Regions from separate parts of the Sus scrofa genome. Here region 1 is linked to region 2. Evidence: chromatin contacts called from public Hi-C data. All regions are on one chromosome and are shown on one strand. Each heading gives the region's core, a stretch centred on a gene start, on an enhancer-like site or on the middle of the called end of the contact. The rest is flanking DNA. Distances are from core to core; before and after follow the strand shown. Region 1 holds the start of MIP (lens fiber major intrinsic protein). Region 2 holds the start of ESYT1 (extended synaptotagmin-1).

What was found. A called contact is a pair of places that touch in the nucleus more often than the background predicts.
Region 1: a Hi-C map of fetal liver shows a contact between it and region 2, with 1.7 times the contacts expected there. The contact joins the promoter of MIP here to the promoter of ESYT1 in region 2. A contact is called at or near these places in 1 of 5 promoter capture datasets (fetal liver), 8 of 47 Hi-C or Micro-C datasets (alveolar macrophages, embryonic fibroblasts, fetal liver and 5 more) and 2 of 2 datasets of contacts at active chromatin or transcription factors (alveolar macrophages and skeletal muscle).

What each region holds. Positions count from the first base shown.
Region 1 is chr5:21,803,644-21,806,667 of Sscrofa11.1, reverse strand. MIP (lens fiber major intrinsic protein) reads left to right here and starts at 1,704. Exons shown (of 6, transcript XM_021092895.1): 1 at 1,704-1,834. SPRYD4 (SPRY domain-containing protein 4) reads right to left here and starts at 2,323. Exons shown (of 4, transcript XR_002344303.1): 1 at 2,169-2,323; 2 at 1,092-1,801. GLS2 (glutaminase liver isoform, mitochondrial) reads left to right here. Exons shown (of 18, transcript XM_003481629.4): 18 at 1-263.
Region 2 is chr5:21,516,497-21,519,254 of Sscrofa11.1, reverse strand. It overlaps ESYT1 (extended synaptotagmin-1), which reads right to left and starts at 1,299. Exons shown (of 32, transcript XM_003126262.4): 1 at 802-1,299. The coding sequence starts at 1,185.

The DNA.
Region 1 (3,024 bases), core at 455-2,954, 290 kb before region 2:
CTGATGTAGAATTATCCATGGAGACTGTGGGCTTCTTCAAGGGACAAGCCAATAGCTTAGCCCACTCTGAATCATTCCAGGTCTTTACCCAGGTCCCCTCCTCTGAGAGACAGAAGAGGGAGGGAGGGAGGGAGAGGGGCAGGCTTTAGTAGTCTGGAGAGATGTGCCCTCCTTAGCTAGGAAATGCTGCTGCTACCACTAAGAGCAATTTTATAGACAGAGAAAGTATTTTGTGCTCAAATAAACTTTAATTACACAAATCATTTTTGCTAGACCCAGTCCTTCTCTTTCTCTCCTAGGGGCATCCAGCTGCATCACCATCATAAAGGTAGAATAAGATGGAACCACAGGGTCAGAAAAAGCCCAACAATACATATTTTACATACATACTCACCCCACAAAGTTTTCCTCAATCCCAAATACTGCTTTAGGTTAAGTGTATTCTGCTGCCAAGTAAATGCTTGGGTCTGGGCAGGCCCCAAAATGGACTGTGCAAGACCTCAGGCCTCCCTCCTCCCTCTGGAAGTTACAACTATAGCAGAAATGAAGACAGAACTTCTCAAGAATAAAGTTTCTAGCACTAATCCCCTCAGCATCCCCCAAGTGTCTCTTCCCCCCAGTCATGATTTTAACTGGCCCAATGACTACAAGACTGACCAGGCGTTAGAGGTTTACAAATTAAGGCAGATGGACTCGGGGTGAGAAGAGCTACAGCTGTGTGGGGCTGAGAGTCTGTAACATTGAGATATAGAAAGGAAGGCTGTTAACATTCTGACACAGTCTGTAAAGCACTTTCTGAGGGAGCCAGAGCCCAGACTCTGTGTACTGTACAGAAAGGGCCAAGTCATTGACTGCACCACTCCTTCAGCCAGAGGTAGAAAGGATTTACTCTGGAGAGATTCCGTAGAGCCCCCAAAACAAGTTATGTGTGGGCAAAGGGAGGAAGAGGTAGCACAGTGATGAATAAATTCTAACAAAGCTGAAAGGTAAGACTCCAGGACTGAATACAGTCTGAGAAAGTACATTCATGGTAGCCTAGGAAATTGGCAGTAGTTTGGGGGAGGGGAGAGGGTGGCTGGCTGTATGCCTACCTTTCACAGGACGGGAAACAAAGACGACTGAGATATTGCACAGAGGACCTGTCACTGAACTAGTGACAGGTGGGAGCTGGTACTTGCTTGGGCCACAATTAAAAGGTTTCGGACACTTTTTGAGCAGGAGGCTGGCCAAGAGCATGATTAGGGACTTCAGTGATGGACATATTAGAGGCCTTCTGGTACCTCAAGCCCTGAGTGAGTCAGCAGTTCTCCATCCCAAAGGGCAAAGGCAGGCACCACTGGACCCCGGAAATCTGTCTGTAGTGTATGGACCACAGCAACCCGGTTCACATCCACCAGGCTCAGCTTCTGGGCCTCATACTCCAGCAGCAGCCCCACCTTCTCTGGCTGCCCAATGCCCTCAATAGGGGCCTTCTCGTTGGCCAACATGGTGTGCCACTTGCGCTGGGCATAGGTGAACACCCAGGAACGGTCGTCAACACCGATGCAGCTATCCCGGGACATGTCCACATCTGCCACTCCTATCCGGAATTGCTGTGAGCGCTTCACTGTCACCTCCCAGTAGTGTCTGCCACTGGTGATCGCTGTGTCTGCCAACACCACTGCCCACTCCCGGAAGCGCTCCACATTCAGGGCCAATTTTGTGGGCTCCAATCCCACCATGCCATATTTGACACCTGTGTCACTTTTGAAGAGGGCCAAGCTGCTGTGGGCTGTCTTTTCTTCCAGTTTGAAACTGACGCCTGCCGGGCAGAGAAGAGAAACGGGATAATGAGGTGAGCTAGAACTCTAGAGCTAGCGACATACACATATTCTGATCTGAAGCAGACAGTCATGAGATTACCAGGAAACGTGAATCAGAATTTCAAGCGAGAACGACAGTGGGGGCACTTTAGTATGGATAGCCCAAGAAGCCGAAAAGCTTGGACTGGGAAAGCCCTAGAATTTAAGGAAACCAGAGAAGGTCCCAAGTTTGGAATCTCAAGACCAACGCAGATGGGGGAGGGGAAACGAATCGAAGGGACTGGAGTTGTTTCTCTGAGCAGGCTCTAAGAATAACAGACCGAAACTACCTTGGAAGTGAAAGAGAATAAAAGGGGGTAATCCTACCTCTGCGGGTTTCCGCGGCAGCAATCCCTAACCTTTTGGCTCCCCAGCGGCACAGGCACAGTGGACGTGCAAAGGGCAGCGCCATCTTGCGCTCCGGATGAAGAGGACACGCCCCCCATCTGAGACCCTGCTTTCCTCCCGCGGGTTCCCATCACACGTTGCGCGCAAGGGGCGTCGCGCGGTGTGATGACGTAGGGGAGCCAGCGCCTGGCAGGGAGCCGCCATTTTAGTGAGTTCTGTTTGGTTTCACCCGTGCTTGGTCCAATTTATAAAGTTTTTCTGCAGAGAGGAAAGCTGCTCACGTTTTAACTAAATAGGATCTTTAGAAAAAGGATGTAGCAAAATGGCTAGACGTACAGATCTTAGAATTAAACAGTAATTAGGAGTTCCCGTCGTGGCTCAGTGGTTAACGAATCCGACTAGGAACCATTCAGTTGAGGGTTCGGTCCCTGCCCTTGCTCAGTGGGTCGACGATCCAGCGTTGCCGTGAGCTGTGGTGTAGGTCGCAGACGCGGCTCGGATCCCGCGTTGCTGTGGCTCTGGCGTAGGCTGGCAGCTACAGCTCCGATTCGACCCCTAGCCTGGGAACCTCCATATGCCGCGGGGAGCGGCCCAAGAAATGGCAAAAAGACAACAACAACAACAAAAAAGAATTAAGCAATAATTGGATTCGAACCCGGCTCCTCTGTTTGGCTTTGGGCAAATCAGTTAACTTCTCTAAGCCTTAATGGTTTCACTTGTAGAACAGAAAAATGTCTAGCCGTCAGGCCCTAGTAAAAATTAAACCAGAGAACAATCTAGGATACATCTTGACAAATAGCAACCACTGGGTAAGTGGTTGTACTAATAAATACTG
Region 2 (2,758 bases), core at 50-2,549:
GGCCAGGTAACGGCTCGGCCTCTGCAAGGCCTGAGCCATCTGAGTTCCTCACCACGAGATAGGGGGTTGTAGGAATAGGGTCCTGGCCCCAACCAAACAAGCCAAGCGCAGCCCAGTCCGGAAAAGGGTGGGGCCGGGGCGGTGGAGTGTGGGTAGCGGGCACTGCAGCAGTCGCATTACCCTCCCCCCCAGCACCCCGCCCTTTGTCCAGCAGCCGCCTCCGCTGCGCTGCGGCCAGGCCGCCTAAGGCTGGAAGACGAGGGCCTTAGGGTGCGTCCAGGTGCGGGGGGCCTCGACGGGGCAATGCTCCCGGGATACCCGAGGACAAGAGCGGGAAAGGGAGAACAACCTTATCGGCTTAAATAGGTTAAAAGAAAAAAAAAAAAATCTTGGGGAAGACAGGAAAGATGAGGGCACCCTCTGAGCGGGACTGGGGATGCCCAAGAGTGAGTGGCACCAGAAACGAGGAGGGGCCTTTGAGCGGCTTGGTTGAGGGAAGAGCCACGGCTGAGACGGGCTCCCCAGATGTTATTACTGCTCTTGCCCAAGCGTAGAGGAAGAAGTCTTGATTCCATGAAAGAATCGGGATCCGGGCGTGCGGAAAGGGGGAGGGGGGATAATGAACAGTAGGTCCCAAGAGTGGCGCGTCCCAGAAGGCAGGCGGTTAGCGGGCCACAGGGGAAAGTCTGGGGCCCATCAACCCAAGGTGGGAAGCTGACTTTAGGGATAGGCAGGAAGAGCCCTAGGACTGAGGGGCCAAAGGGGGTTATGCTGCACCGAGGACTGAGGGTGGTCGCTCACCCAGGCAGGTAGCTCTCGCTGGCTCATGTAAAGAGTTTTCGCCGTGAGCCGCTCCTCATCCTCCAGGAGCTGCTGCGCTACTCGAAGGCTCCGTTCTTTCTCCTCGCGGACCCGGCGCCAGCCCAGGTAGAGGGCGAGGCCGAAGAGCACGAAACCCACGCTGAGTCCCATGGCCCCGGCTAGGTACACCGGCACCAGCACCAGCAACCGCCGCCCGAAGGAAGTCAGCACAGCCAGGGCCTCACCCGCCGCGCCTGGTCCAGCAGGTTGGTTCCCAGAACTCTGGTCCGGCTTTGTGGGAGCAACGGGGGGCTGGTCAGGGGGGTCGGAGGGAGCGTAGGGTTGGTCCACGGGACTGGAGCGGTCTCCAGGAGAGCGCTCCATGGTGCCGCCTCTGGGAGGACACGCCCGGCCCAGAGACCGACTAGAGGTTGCCTAGCCTTGCGACCAGCTCCCCTCTTACGAACCAAAAACCCCAGAATGGGGGAGGGGACTTAAAGCCACGCCCCCTCATCCTGATGGTTCGGGTTGGTCCGCGCCGCATAGACCAAGGTGGAGTCAAACGCTCGAAGCCCCGCCCCCTTCCGCGGGTAAGGGAAAGGGCTCGGGAGAGGCAGGACCTTGCTGATTGGACCAGAGTGCCAAGATGAGCGGTGTGGGATGGCGGGAAAAGAAGGAAAAAGGCTAAAGAGCAGCATATGATTAGCTAGAAAGAGAAGGAGGCGCGGCGTACCATTTAAAGGAGAGAGGCGGGACCGGGAGCTCCCCCACGTGGGATTGGAGTGCCTGTGGTATGACGTCATGCAGAGCCGCACCGCCAATTACTTCGTATTGGAGGCAGCTGGAGTCGCGAAGTTGAGGGGTTGTGGAGGGTCGGGATTCCCTTACACACCATTCGGACAATTTGGGCAGGATTTGGCCTGGAAATCCTACATGTTCATTTGTCAGCTTTCCCTAGTTTTCATACTTTAAGCACATTCCTTATCCTTCCCTTTTTTTTTTTTTCTCGCTGTCCTTACAAAAGGAAAGGAAATTACCCTATTTGGAATGAAAGTGTTGATGACTGACCCTGTCTATCCTGTTCCCAGTCCTCTACCTGGTCTATGGGTTGCAGCGACAGACTGGAGAAAACGAGAATCGGAGAATTAAGGGTTGAGATAATCCAGCCTTCAGGCAACAGAAGGGAAAAAAAAAAAAGGGAGTGAATAGGAAGTGAAGATTTATTTTCCTTTAGAAATCTCTTCAGTTCATTCTATCTCCAAGAGTTAATCATCTCTGTTTTAAAGATTAAAATTAAATTGGCTGGTGGGGGGCGAGGGGGCTCAGCTGCAGCAGAAACGATTACATTTTCCAAGAATTTCCTGACCCTTGACAACGGCTAGGACACTGAAGTGGGAAATCCGGAGTTCCAGTCGTGGCTCAGTGGTTAACAAACTCGACTAGTAACCATGAGGTTGCCTATCCGATCCCTGGTCTTGCTCAGTGGGTTAAGGATCCCGCATTGCCGTGAGCTGTGCTGTAGTTCTCAGACGTGACTCAGATCCCTCCTGGCTGTGGTGCAGGCTGGCAGCTACAGCTCCAACTTGACTCCTAGCCTGGGAACCGCCATATGTCACAGGTGCAGCCCTAAAAAGACAAAAAAAAAAAAAAAAAAACCAAAAAACCCCAAAAAACAAACAAAAAAAACACAACCAATAAAATGGGAATCAAGGGTAAAGAGACAATCCTGTTTCTCATTTGCCTGAGTTATAAGGAAGGTTTAGAATACAGTCAGATGTAGAACTAAATTCTACATTGCACTGCAGGTTTAGGAAGGACAAAATGCAGGGTACATTAATGAGGACTAGTGACAATGGTTAACTGGACTTAGAGGTGGAATGTTGTCCAGGCACTTAGAAACTGGACTGATTGGAAGCCCAGAAGGGACAGATGGGTCATAGATAATTACCTTTTAATG